Regions from separate parts of the Ovis aries genome. Here region 2 is linked to region 1. The links are chromatin contacts, called in public Hi-C maps. All regions are on one chromosome and are shown on one strand. Each heading gives the region's core, a stretch centred on a gene start, on an enhancer-like site or on the middle of the called end of the contact. The rest is flanking DNA. Distances are from core to core; before and after follow the strand shown. Region 1 holds the start of IVNS1ABP (influenza virus NS1A binding protein). Region 2 has its middle 150 kb from the start of HMCN1.

Evidence for each region. A called contact is a pair of places that touch in the nucleus more often than the background predicts.
Region 2: a contact with region 1 is called in a Hi-C map of muscle, with 2.8 times the contacts expected there. The contact joins the enhancer-like site here to the promoter of IVNS1ABP in region 1. A contact is called at or near these places in 3 of 16 Hi-C or Micro-C datasets (blood and muscle).

Annotation. Positions count from the first base shown.
Region 1 is chr12:65,713,490-65,720,809 of ARS-UI_Ramb_v3.0, forward strand. IVNS1ABP (influenza virus NS1A binding protein) reads right to left here and starts at 3,192. Exons shown (of 14, transcript XM_060396701.1): 1 at 2,776-3,192.
Region 2 is chr12:65,990,297-65,997,616 of ARS-UI_Ramb_v3.0, forward strand. No RefSeq gene overlaps it. Among named protein-coding and RNA genes, the nearest start is that of HMCN1, 150 kb to the right of the region's middle. Within about 2 kb of position 4,010, at least 8 of the 54 cell types and tissues checked have an H3K27ac peak or open chromatin away from gene starts, as enhancers often do.

The sequences.
Region 1 (7,320 bases), core at 1,942-4,441:
ATACACTTATGGCTCCAAACAGATGGCAGACACAGTTTGGAATGTGATGCTCATGACACAACGGACCAATCAGAAAGACAGACAAGCCAAGCAGTGAAAACACTTCACACAAAAGGGGGGAAAGATAGGAAAAGCACAAATATTCCAGAAACTGCAATAATTTCTGTTTCAACAGACTGCAGTTTGCAGGATGCATATGGTCAATAGTAGGAGAGGAAGTAAGAGATCAACATTAAGATGATTTAAACAGAGCAGAATTTTTAGCAGAGGCAAGAGACACTAGCAGAAATGTGGAGGTGGTCTGGAGGAATGGGTAAAACATGGGAAATTATTATACCCTTGCTTATCCTAACTAAGGCATCAATGATATTTTAGAGAAGATATCTGGCATCATTATAAAACTCAATATAAAACTTAGAACTCAAAAAGCATAACAGACATTTCTAGTTTGCTGCATGCTTAAAGTCGGGGAGGAAAAGAGGAATTTGCTTAGGGATATTTATACGGCTGATGTACCTGTTGGGCATCCAGGTTGATGCCAAAAGTGTTAAGGATAGTGAGGTGTAGGTTTTGAAATCATTTACAAGGTGGTAATTAAAATTTCTACTTGAAGGTGGCAGAGAATGAGATGGTTAGACAGTGTCACTGACTCAATGGACATGAGTCTGAGCAAACTCCAGGAGATACTGAAGGACAGGGAAGCCTGGCATGCTGCAGTCCATGGGGTCGCAGAATCAGACAAGACTTGGCGACTCAAGAGCAACAACAAATTAAAGTTCACCGGTGAATACAAGAATGTATTTTCTGTGGTTCTGACAGGAAACAGAAATCACTCTCTTATTCATTAATTCTTCCATTTACACTCCCAAGCACAAGGTAGAGGGAGATTCCCAATCTTCTTGTAGATTTGAGTATACAACCATAACGTTGAAAAGTCAGTGAAATGATTTTTAGGGGTACTTCGTCTAACATCAATGATTAAGACAGTTCCCCAACAGAAAAACATTTTAAAATAAAAAACCAAAACACTTATTTGCAAAACATATTCAACTGCCACCTAACATTCTTCAAGCAAGAAAAAACAAAACCCCACTCCAAAGCAAGTAGCAAAAAGACACTAATTTGAAAACAAAACCTGGAATGCTGTTTTGAGGGCAAGAGGTGGAAAAACAGAACTACAAGATAAATTAAGAAATTAATATGTATTAATGACAGAGATTTCAAATATTAGGAAAACATAGAGGAAAATTATTCTGGGTCTCTTTTAGGTCAGTGATGCTAGTTCAGTTTTTTCTCTCACTACAAATTACAGACATTTGACAAGTAGCCTGCCAGCTGGTATTAAATTATGGTATTCTCAACCCAATTCTAAATAGTGTACGCCTCACCTTCTGATATACAAATAACGACTGCTCCTTCAGCATCTTTCAGGAGAAGTTTCAGCATGATTATGCCTAAAGCTATTCAATATTTTCTTTTCCTTAACCACCAGTGCTAGAATAATTGGAAGAAAATATTGTCTCAGTCTAGTCCCTGCTACACTTGAACTGTTTATAGTAGTACTACGCTTGCCGAGTTGTTATTTACTAGTGGACAGAAGGTCACCACACACACAGTCCTCAAAGAACAGCTTGATGCCAGCGTGTTCCAGCCCTCCATCACTGACAACAGATATTGGGTAACAAAATAAATCCTTTAATAGGCCTCAAAGTTTTTGAAACGGCAGCGGCCTCAAACAATAGATCTAATTTGTATTGGGGAAAAAGTAAAATTTCTAAAGTATCTGTGGTTCAAGTTTCCCTAGGGCTAACCCTCAATCTGATCCTACTGCCTGATACCTTCTTACCATCATCATGAGCTTACAACCAGTCGCTACGCAAAAAGCGCAGAACGACGGAAAAAGAACAAACCTCTCTGCTGATATTTTTTTTGGCGAGGGGGCGGGGGTTGCGGGGGTGCGGCGGAGATGGGAAACAAAGCGGCGAGGGCCCCAGAGTGACTGTCTGGAGAGCCCTGCAGTCCCAGGCCTTCATCCTCGCGCGGCCCGGCCGGAGACCACTCCGAAGGCCGGGAGGCAAGGCGCCCAGCGTCTGCACACTCCCGCCCGGGATTGGCCCGGCCCGCAGTCATTCAGCGCCGACACGTCAGGGCAGCAGCTCCCTCCCTCCTCCCGCCCCCTTCTCCCCGCGCTTGGCAAGAAAAGCGGGCAACGTGGAGCGGGAACAAAGGACCCCGCGGCCCACGGCGATCGGGAGCGCGGTGCCACCCTACCCCAGACCCGGGAGCACCGACTGGGCCCTGGGCCGGCTCCCCGCCCACAGTCGCCGGGTCCTGCGAGGGCTCACGGGAGAGAATCCAGACCCCGGGCAGACACCCCACACACACACACTAGGCGGGGTTCCTGACAGCAGAAACGGAGATTCCCGCGCCCTCCTTCCGGAAGGTCTTGACCCAGGCCCCCCGAGGACCCTCTCAACCCAAAACTTCCCGTCCCTCCCGCCCTGCTTCTTCGGCCGCAGCGCTCTCCGAGGCGGCCAGCCACCCGCCTTTGGCCGCTGACGCGACCGGACAACCACGGCAGCGCCGCGCGGCGCCGGCTCGTCTTCCACAGAGAGCAGCGGCTGCGGCGACTTGCGGACTTGCACCCTGGGGACCCCGCACCGCTCCGCGCTTCCCACCCTAAAACCCCAGCCGCCCGCTCCATCCGTCAGCTCGGAGTCTGGCTGCACCCTGCCCTTCCTCCCCCGCTGCGTCAGTGGGATCAGCGCAGATTACCTGGTTCATCTCTGAAGAGATGAAAAAACTCATCTCTGGATCTTCAACAGGGAGCAGGAGGAAGCGGGCGGGAATCGGCCCAACCGAAAGCGCCTCGAGGCCGCGAAGGAGGGAGCGACCGAGCGAGGAGGGGACGAGCGCACAGCCCCGCGGAGTACGTGAGGCCGGGAGCGCACCGGGAATTCGCCGAGACCCGCTCGCTCGCTCGCTCGCTCGCTGGCACAGCCGCGCTGGAACCGAAGGCAGCGAAACTCTGCACAGCAGCCCCGAACGACCGACCTCCACGCGCTTCCCGGAGACACTGCCGCCGCGGCGGCCCGCGCGCGCCGCACCCCCCTAGCACGTCACCACGTGAACCGCCTTCGCCGCGGTCTTCACAGCCGCCAACGCCTCCCCGACGCTTCCGGCTGGAGAGCCGGCAAATGACCTGCGAGCGCAGCAATATCGCCCTCGAGGCCCCGCCCACCTATAGCCCCGCCCCCTCCGCCCCGCCCTTCTCCCCGGCCCTATGCGGTTCCGTCCTGCGCAGCTCAACTAGGTCAGCGCAAGGTGATCCCTGAAAGGGGGGCGCTACGGCCGCGCCGCCTCCCTTATCGCGCCGTCGGCCCTCCTTTCCCTCAGCCCCGCACCCTCTCTTCGCCGCTTCAGACAGTTGGGGAACTGGTTCCCTCCAGGCGCCCTCACCTGTTCTGCAGTCCCTGGAGGCACAATAGCTTGACAGATCAGACGTGGGAGATTAGGTTTTTTCGGCGTCAAATGTCCTTATAGGCAACCGCCCTAGACCGGAGCTGGCCACAGTGGACCTAAGAGTCTGTAGCAGCCAGTCCGCGTCACCTTTGTGGGTGGTGGTGTGCGGGGAGAGAACGTGGTGATTGTGAGGAACAACAGAAGCTCGCTGACAAAGAGGGGCGAGAGGATTCGGTCACTTTTGAGAAAACCATTGGAGAGGTCAGAGAAGACATAGTATTGTATCAGCGTTGCTGTGAAAATCTGTTTACATCTGCTTTTCGTCCCTGAGATCTTTTTTTGTCTGAGTGCAGCTCTTCTCTCAGAGATACTGAGTCAGTTCTTTGCTGGACTTGCCCTCTTGGAGAAAGAGAGTAACCTTGAGAACAGATAGCAGCCTTATTTCCACCACCCCATCTTGCCCCCAGGAGGCGAACCTGTTAAGGGGAAGGGAGACGCTTGACAGCAACTTCATGTGACTCTGAAGGGCACACTGGAAAGTTTCCTAGATTGAAGGTGAGGGGATTTTGTGAGGTAAACTTGTATAAGAGTTTGGCAAAGGCTTCCAGGTTAATGTGTTAGCTTATCCTGATTTGGCGAGGGCACTTAAGCCATCTAGGCCTAGCCTTGTTTGTATCTGATCCCTGAGCTTAGAGGATATTTCTAGGAGCTCTTCGTCATCAGTCATCACTTCCTACTACTGGTTATCATTAACTATTTCATGTACGCTTATGGGAGCAGAAAAATATAGGGGCCCTTCATCTGCAATAGAAGCTTTACAACTTTTATTGCTAAAATATTGAAGCAAGGAGACTTTTGTTTCCAATTCAATTGTGGGTGGAAACGAGGACCTAAGGTATCTATTAGTATGGTTCTTATGTTTCTAGAGGAGAAAAAGACTGACATTTGCCACTGGGCTCTTGTTTTTGTCTTCAGATAATTGTCAGCAGTGTTCACTTTTATTGCAAATGAAACAGAGTACATACTTTTACCTTCTTTTAATACCATAGACTTCATCCTTCCAGAGAGAGTATGAACTGCCCTCTTCAGGTAGGCACATGACTCTGTGGCCTGCTGTACACATGGTCCCTCTCGCTTTACTCTAAATAGTGCCTTTGTGACCTGAAACAGCCAACACTTTCTTAAAGCTACAGTGTGATCAATCAATGCGTTTTTGCCTCATGTGGAATTTCACATTTGTGTAGTACCTTCTGTATGAATAATAACATAATTTATGCATTCCATTTGTTCTCCAGGCAACTCCAGGTTTAAACCTATCTATCCAGTTACTGTATAATCCAGATGAAAATTTAGCAGTGGGCAATTTCAGCCTGGTAAAGTAACCAATTATAAGATTTCACTCAATATTTTAATTACACAAGATATATTTTAAGTGTTTAATATAAAGGAAAACTATTGACTTCTATTTTATGTCATGCACTGAGAACGATAAATTAGGAATTGGTGGCTCCCTGCAGTCTTTCTACTCCTCTCTGATCCTGCTGTAAATGTTGCACTTGTGTTTTGTTCCTTATGTGTTAGTTTGCTAGGGCTTCTATAACAAAGTACCACAAGCTGAATGCTTAAGCAACAGAAATTTATTGTCTCACAGTCTGTACTTCTAAAGTCACAGTGTTTGTAGGGTCCTGGTTCCCCTGTAGGCACCTGAGAAGGATCTGTTCCAAGCCCTTCTCCTGGCTTCTGGTAATTCCTTGATTTGTGGCAAAAGAGCTCTAGTCTTTGCATGGCCTTTCCCCCATGTGCCTGTCTCTGTGTCCAAATGTCCTCTTTTTATAAGGATTAGAGGCCCACCCTAACCTGGTATGGCCTCATCTTAACTAAGTCACCAGTTCCAAAAAAGATCATACTTTGAGATATTAAAGTTTAGGACTTTAACACAAATTTTGGAGGGGACATAATTCAACTCATACCACTTCAATTCAGCGTTTCTCCAGATTTGGTCCACACACACCACATTTTATCAAAATAACCTGGATGTTTTAATAGAAATGCAGGTTCCTAAGCTTTACCCTAAGCAAGTGATTCTCAAAGGCCAGGAATGATTTTTTTTCCTCCCCCTCAGGGGACATTTGGCAGTGTCTGGAAACGGGACAGGAGAGAGGTATCTGATATCTAACAGACTCAGAATGCTGCTAAACACCCTGCAATGCACAGGACAGTCCAGCACGACAAGAAAATGATCCCACTCCAAATGTTAATAAAGCCTGGGCTTCCCAGATCACAGTGGTAAAGAATCCACCTGCCAATGCAGGAAACACAAAAATGCAGGTTCAGTCCCTGGGTCAGGTAGATCCTCTGGAGGAGGAAATGACAACCCACTCCAGTATTATTGCCTGGAAAATTCCATGGACAGAGGAACCTGGTAGGCTACAGTCCCAGAGGTCACAGAGATTTGGCCACGACTGATCACCACCAAGAAGCTATATCCTAAAACTGCTAAACCAGACTCTCTGGGATAGAGGCCTGGAAGTCAACATTTGACAAGCATCTCAACTACTTTTACCCACACTAAAGTTTGGGAAGCACTTCAGATACAAAATCCTTTTCTTGGAATATATACATGCTCCATTTTGTTCCAGATATTAGTTACCTCTCTTATTTATTAGCCATGCTAATTATAAGATGTTAATCTAACTAAATATGACAACTTAGCAATTGCCTGAATTTCTGAGTCTTACTGTAACATTCATTTTAGATTGGAAAGCTGTTTCTATTTTAAAATTTCTGTTCCACATTACATTATTTTGGATCAGCTATCTACATTTTCTAGATGCCCTTTGTCTAATCAAAATTGTTTTGAACAGGAAACTATTGCTAGTTTCTGGCTTGGCAAAGCAGTGCTTTGTTCGCTCCAGTCCACTGGTCTCTCCTGTAGCCAGAGTGACTGACTTGTCTATTTCATATATTTCTCTCATCCCTTGAAGTAATGCTGCTCTTCTCTCAAATTCTTTCTCTTCTTTACTTTTGGCATTTGAAAATATTTTTAGGGTATATTAGTGGTGTCTTAAGAGCAGAAACAAGAAAATGGTAGTGTCATAAAAGCCACCAGAAGCACAAGGGAAAATCTTAAAACTTCCATTAAAAAAGGTCATTGGAAATTATTATGTGTTTCCATGTATAACAAATTGAGAACTTGCCTCTCTAAAAAACTGCTTTAAGTATTCCATTTTAGAGAATGCTTAGTTGCTCAGTCATGTCTGTTCTTTGAGAACCTTTGGACTGTAGCCTGCCTACCAGGCTCCTCTGTCCATGGGATTTTTCAGGCAAGAAATATACATATGTGTGTCTGTGTGTGTGTGAAATATATATAATCCAGAGATTATAAAATCAAAATATTTTGGCTCTGCATTATCCTTATTGACCATTACATTTTCCAAGCTGTTTTGCTAATGACCTTTTGCTAGTTTTCTGAAGTCATCGCTGGTAAAATTTTGAGAACAACTCTAGCCTCCTCTTCCAATGACCAGAATCCCTGAATAGTTTCTTTCTCTTTCAACAGTTTCTTAGGAATTAAAACTTCTCATGTCATTCAAACATATTTTCTGTGACAAACTGATCACTTTACCTCTTTGGACTATGTGGCCAACAATCGTATGTTCAACTCTTGAATTACAAAGTGCAACCTAAGCTTTGGACTTCTCTGCTGATTCGGACGGTAAAGGGTCTGCCTACAATGTGGGAGACCCAGGTTTGATCCCTGGGTCAGGAAGATCCCCTGGAGAAGGAAATGGCAACCCACTCCAGTATTCTTGCCTGGAAAATCCCATGGATGGAGGAACCTGGTAGGCTACAGTGCAT
Region 2 (7,320 bases), core at 2,760-5,259, 280 kb after region 1:
GAATTCCCCAGTCCCCTGAATCATGAGAACCTGGTGCTGGCTAGTTCTACCTTGGGTCAGATTAAGTGGCAGCTAAAATACCTGTCTTTGGCAAACCTCCCGGAAAGCACCACCTTCCCTCAGTTTGAAAATCTCCAGTGTTTTCTATGCAAAGTCTATTGTCTCCTGAAGACCTTGGTTAAGACAGGGGAGGAAAGGCCAGGACTCCACACTGATGGATAATATAGACTGAGTTCCTGGCTCAGGGCTTCTATGTGTTTGTCCAGTGGATCTATATTCCTTGTGAGGAGAAAAAAACGTCGTGATGAAGTTTATCTGATTAGCTAATTAATGTGAATAGATGGTGTTTGTGACCAGAGAGAGAAAGACTGGAGGCAGACATTCGCGATACAGAAGCATGTGGTAATGACACGGAGGGACTGTGTCACACGTCTGGACACAGATGTTGAGAACCCCATCGAAACACTGCATCAGGCTCCTTGGAGGGTAAGGCCCAGGAATATGCAGTCCCCATCCCCTGCCCTCAAACTCCACAGGATATTTAGCCACAACTATGGTTGGGAATTATTCCAACAAAAGTAAGTTTCCTAGAACAGGCTTGAGTTTAGTGCTTTCTGGCTATGTGGAAAGACAATGAATGCTGACTGACTGATGGACGGAATGAATGAATTCATCAGAGACTAGGTAGAACTTGAGTATTTAATTATAATTATAGCCTTGTGGCCCCACCCACCCCATTGCATTCAAGCCTAAACTTCTTTACTAGCACCACTAGATCCTTAGCTGCATTCCAGAGCAGAAGGAGAGGAAAGGAAGAGCTAGGAGGAGACAAGCAGAAGATGACAATTGAAGCATCTAGAGATGGTTGAGGGTCGATCCAGCTGCCTCCTTTTCCCCAAAGAGGCAGATCAACATCCCATCTCCTCCAACCGACTGATGGCATGTGCATGATCGAAAGTAATTTATAGCTCCTTCCCAGGATCGGCCTCAGTGCAGGAAAGCGGAGAATAAAATGGTGCATGTGACAGAAATGTGGCCCTGCCGGACCCCCAGAGGAGCTCCAAGTCCGATCAGCTGTCCTTCATTAATCAAAAGTTGGCTGTAGCTCACTCCTCTACTTGGAATGAGTCTAGCTTTCCATCATTACAGCAGAACAGCAGGTTCATGAATAAGGTTTTAGCACGAATATGGGTACACGCTTGCTATTATAATCTCAGCTTGCGAAATGAAACGTCTCAAAGGCCGAATCAAGCTCATGGTTGGCAGTCCCACGCTGAGTGTGTGTTGGCTCTTTCTCCTTTATTCTCCAAGTGGTCTCCTCTTTCTTCCAGTGTAAATTGTGGCTGGTGTTAAGTGTGTGTGTCCTTATGCATTCAGCTGGAATCTCCAGTGATAAGTCAGGACTGGGAGTTGTCTTCAAGGAAGAAGCAGTGGCGGAGGGGAGAACTTGAGATCTGTGCCATTTTGATTGAGCACTGGGCATGCACTCTGCAGCACAGAAATTCATTGAGACATATCATTAATCCCATTTTACTGATGAAGAAACTAAGACTCCAAGATGCTGAGAAATTCCCCTAAACTGACATAGGCAATGATGTGGCAGGATAGTCAGTGGAGGGTGAGGAGTAGAGAAGTGGAGGGGAAGGCACAAAGAGGACGTGAGAAGATCAGTCACAAAGCAAGAGAAACAGACATGTTGAAAAAGAATGAGGAGAATAAGGGTTAAATGAGTGCAGGTGTTTTTTTTTTTTTTTAATACCCTGTTCACCTGGATTTCAGTTATAAATCATTTGACATTTTGATCAGTTATCTCTGTACTCATTGCCAGTTTAGAGTCTTGTCTCTAAATAGCACAGCACGGAAGGCCAGTAGGGGAAATACTTTGGGCAGAGCTGGCTAAAGTCTGGTGCCAGATCAAACACATGGGGAATTAGATCCGACCAGGGGACCAGACCTTCTCTACAGCTGGTATCAAGTCAACGTGGCCCAGTTTGGCTAGAGCTTTTCCCTGACCCAGCACTTCCTTCTCCTATGGTCACCAAGCAAGGGACCTGCACGTTCCAGGGACCATGTGTCTGTGACCTCCTCAACCTGTCACTGTTCTCTGTCCCTTGTTTCTCACTCCAGCAAGTTGGACCCTGAATCAAATCACATCACATGATGCAGTCAGAAAAAAAAGAAAAAAAGTTCTGTTCAACAAACGTTCCTGCCACACTTTGCATGCTCAGCTATAGATAAAATAAAGGTGGCAAGAAAGTACTTAAAATAGTAACGATCTATTTCTTCTTGCATTTTCTTGTACATGTTGAACTGTAAAAGTAACTTAAAATTAGCCACATTTCTTATACGAGTGGTCTGAAATTCACTATTTATTTAATAATCTTCAGCCATTGAGAACTTGGTGCTATACCTGTGAAATTTTAAAACTGAAAAGGACTGATAATTGCAGAAGGTTGATAGTTATGCAAACATTAGAGGGGATTAGAGTTTGTTTATGGTATCTTTACAGTTTCCTGGAAAGTAAATATTAAAACTGTGTTTTCAGTTAGGGACCTTGTTTTCATTAACCAGGTCCTTGAAGAGAGTGTCAGGAGGTTGACTGAACATTTAGCGAAAGTCTGAGAACTGCCATAGCTTGTACTTGCACAGAAATTTTGTCACTGGGATGCTGGTCATGACAAGAGACTAATATATGTCATAAGGTCCCAACTCTCAAATTTATAATGACTCCATTATGATTATATTTTTTCTTTGGCAGTAGGGAAGAAAAACTTAGAAATAGCTCTTCCAAGGAGGAGAGTTTGTACTGTGCTTTTTTTTTTTTTTTTAAAGATGCTTGTATTGTTGATCATAACATGCTCTCTGCCTGTCTTCTCAAGGCTGCCATCAATCCTGGAAACTACCTGCTTTGATGAGCAGCAGTTAGGAGGCAAACTAGGTCAGAATTCTGAGTGGGGATTGTGAAAAGTACAGCAAAAGCTGTGTAACTCAAGACACCCTACATAAAATTAGTCCCCTATAAATAATGGCAGGCAAATATACCTGATTCTGAATTACTAGGGGCTTCCCAGGTGGTGCAAAGTATCCACCTGCCAATGCAGGAGATGCAAGATACGTGGGTTCGATCCTGGGTCAGGAAGATGTCCTGGAGGAGGAAATGCCAACCTGCTCCAGTATTCTTGCCTGGAGAATCCCAAGGACAGAGGAACCTGGCAGGCTGCAGTCCATGGGTTTGCAAAGAGTCAGACATGACTGAGTGACTGAGCGTGTGCACACACACACACACACACACACAATGAATTTCTACTGTTGCTATGTGAGAGTCTTTGAAATTGATTTTTTTAAAATGTTCCTGGTCTCTTGCCCTTTATCCTTCTGAATTATTAGTTGAAACTTGAAACCTTAGTAGAATGTCTGTCTGTTCTTTGTAGCAATTGGTTCTCCAAAATAACCATGTAAACTCTCTCAATTAGAAGAAACTGGCTAGCTATTATTTGGATTGGACATTGCAACCAAAATGGGGCAGCTCCCCTCTGTCCACCAATGTCTGCCACCAGTCAACCTCTGCCTTCTGACTATGATTTCCTATCTATAAGTGGAGCAATCCAGCTGGAGTTTGTATGATTATTTTGGAGACATTTCCAAGTACTGTGACCTGTCTTTCTGTCCAGCCAGCCAGCCAGCTAGCCAATAAATATTCACTAACCATTTAGCATGTACAAGTCATTGGGCATATAATAGGAAGACAGGATAGGATAGATAGGATTTCTGGCTTCAGGAAGCTTATTATAGAACAGTAAAGGAAGACAATTTTAAAAGAAAATATAAATAATATAAGAAGTGTTATGGTAGAGGAAGAAAACAAGAGCGTGGGAACCTGCAGTGTAAACACATGAGCTGTGGTGGTGAGGTGGGGGAGGGTGTGAGAGAAGCCCTCACAGAGGAAGCGATGCCTGAGCTGAAACCTGAGGCTGAGCAGGAGGAAGTCAATCAAAAAGCAGGTAGCGCCATGCTCTGGACAAGAGAATTAGTCAACAGGGAGAGAGAGTCATGGGCGTTCAAAGAACTGAAATGTTAAAGTTCAGGGAGAGAAGTAACAAGAAACGGACTTGCAGAGGTTGAGAGGTGTCTACCTACCTCTTCTGAGGAGTCTTGAAAGAGAGGCTACTGAAACTGGATTTCATCCAAGACAGCTGTAGGTTTGGAGTAAGGAAAGAGCACAATTAGATTTCTGTTTCACAAGGATATCTTGGCTGCAGTGCAGATAACAAGGGGGGCTACTTGATTTTTCTAGTCTTTTTTTAAAATTTGCCATGCAGGATCTAGTTCCTTGACCAGGGCTCGAACCTAGGCCCCCTGCATTGGGAGCAGAGAGTCTTAGCCACAGGGACACCAAGGAAGTCCCTGATTGTCATAGTCTTGACAAAGGACATAGGTGGTTAGAATGGTGTAGCAATAGTAGGGAATAGAGAGATATAGGGAGCGAAATAGCGTAAATCATTCCATGTCAAGGACATGATAAATCCTTATGATGCTGAGTCTGGATTCTCAAAGGAAAATATGGAAAAATTCTCAAAGGAGAAGCATGAAGTGTGGGGAGTTTTCTGAAGCTTGGAACTAATTGTCACTTGGATTCTGTGTTTGATCTTTTCTAGACTTAGCAGCAGCAGCAGCAGCAGCAGACTTGACACTCTAGGTAAATTCCAAGAGTTAGGAGGATAGAAATCATGCAGTGTAGTATCTCCCTATCCAATTGGTATCATGAGAGAAACCACGTGACAACTGGGTTTGAGTCATAGATTTGCAGTTCAGTAAATTTGAGCTATCAGGCAAAATATGTAATGTCTAATCAGAGACAGGAAGACAACAAGGAACACGAATGAAGTCTTTTACTTTTATGAGCTCTAGCTGAGAATATAGATGATACACAAATAAATAGAAAACTAGGTAATGACAAATTGTGACAAGTGCTATGAAGGAAATAAAAATGATCATGAGATGGAGCTAAAGAGTGAAAATTGGTCAGTCACTAAAGGGCTGGGGGAAAGTCATTACAGGCAGATGGGACAGCACACACAAAGCCTGCCAATGGGAAAGAGCCTGGTGGTCAAATAACAGACACTCCATGGAGGCAGGCCTTGTAGGCTAACAGGAGGTTACATTTTATTCTAAGAGCAAGAGAAACCATTAACGTATTTTAAACAACAGAATCTACATGTCCAGATTTACATATTTATAGTGTCATTCTGGCTGCTAAATGAAGAATGAATTGAGAGGGAGAAAGTGAAGAGATCAGCTAGGAGACTATTACAATGATCCAGAAAAGGTAAAAGTAGCTCAAATAATAAATAATGTGTCTAGAGCGCTTACGTTCTTTAAACAGATGTTTATTTGGCCGTGTCAGGTCTTAGCTGTGGCAGGCAGGATCTTCACGGCATCATGGCAGCGTCTTTCCTTGCAGTGCGCAGACTCTCTAGTTGGGGTACATGGGCTCTGTAGTTGTGGCTCACGGGCTTAGTTGCTCTGAGGCATGTGGGATCTTAGTTGCTCACCAGGGATCCAACCTGTGTCCCCTGCATTACAAGGCAGATTCTTAACCATAGGACCATGAAGAAAGTCCCTAGAAATTTTTTTATAATTATTTTCGGTAAGATTTGGATAAAAAAGACACTGAAAATGTTTTGCTTAATGTTTGTATTTCCATCACTTTATTATAAAAATGCAGAAAACTAGAAAAAATTATAGTGTTGCACTATATACCTACCTCAAAGATTCTAAAATTAACCTTTTACTATTCTTGCTTTGTCACATATGTGTTCCCCTAATCTTTGCTCTATCAGGCCATCTTATTTTTTTGATGCATTTCAAAGTAAGTGCATACACAACTCATAAGCACAGAAGCATGAATAAACTTAACTCAGAAGCCATATTTTTTTATGATTCCTTTTTTCCTTTGTGATAAAACATACATATTTGTAATGCATAAATTTAAATATACTCTTTGATTCATTTGTCAAATAAGTATAACTGTGTATGCCCTTTTCTTTGGGGATCCCAGTCATATTTTATGAGACTTTTAATATTATTTCATAGGTCGCCAAGGCTTCGTAAACATTTTTCAATCTTTTTTCCCTCTGTTTTATTCAGAATGGATAATCTACTGAACTATCTTCAAGTTCACTTAGGTTTGTCATCTTCAATCTGCTATTAATTACATTCAGTGATTTTAAAACTTCACAGTTGTTTATTTTTCAGTTTGAAAACTTCTTTCGGGATTCTGTTAGTTTATGTTTCTCTGCCAGATTTTCCTGTGTTGTTCTTTTTTTATTCATTTGTTGTTAAGTCACTCAGTCATGTCCAACTCTTTGCAACCCCATGGACTGCAGCATGCCAGGCTTCCCTGTCCTTCACTCTCTCCCAGAACTAGCTCAAACTCATGTCCATTGAGTCAGTGATACCATCCAATCATCTCATCCTCTGTCGTCCCCTTCTCCTCCTGCCCTCAGTCTTTCCCAGCATCAGGGTCTTTTCCAATGAGTCAGCTCTTCGCATTAGGTGGCCAAAGTATTGGAACTTCAGCATCAGTCTTTCCAGTGAATATTCAGGACTGATTTCCTTTAGGACTGACTGGTTTGATCTCCTTGCTGTCCAAGCAACTCTCAAGAGTCTTCTCCAAGACCACTGTTCAAAAGCATCAATTCTTCAGTGCTCAGCCTTCTTTATGGTCCAACTCTCACATCCATACGTGACTCCTGGAAAAACCATAGCTCTGACTATGTCGACAAAGTAATGTCTCTGCTTTGTAATACACTCTCTAGGTTTGTCATAGCTTTTCTTCCAAGGAGTAAGCATCTTTTAATCTCATGGCTGCAGTCATCATCCACAGTGATTTTGGAGCCCAAGAAAATAGTCTCTCACTGTTTCCATTGTTTCCCCATCTATTTGCCATGAAATGATGGGACTGGATGCCATGACCTTCGTTTTTTGAATGTTGAGTTTTAAGCCAACTTTTTCACTCTCCTCTTTCACTTTCATCAAGAGGCTCTTTAGTTCCTCTTTGCTATCTGCATATCTGAGGTTATTGATATTTCTCCCGGCAACCTTGATTCCAGCTTGTACTTCATCCAGCCTCGCATTTCTCATGATGTACTCTGCTGCTGCTAAGTCACTCTGTGTGACCCCATAGATGTCAGCCCACCAGGCTCCCCTGTCCCTGGGATTCTCCAGGGAAGAACACTGGAGTGGGTTGCCATTTCCTTCTCCAATGCATGAAAGTGAAAAGTGAAAGTGAAGTCGCTCAGTCGTGTCTGACTCTTAGCG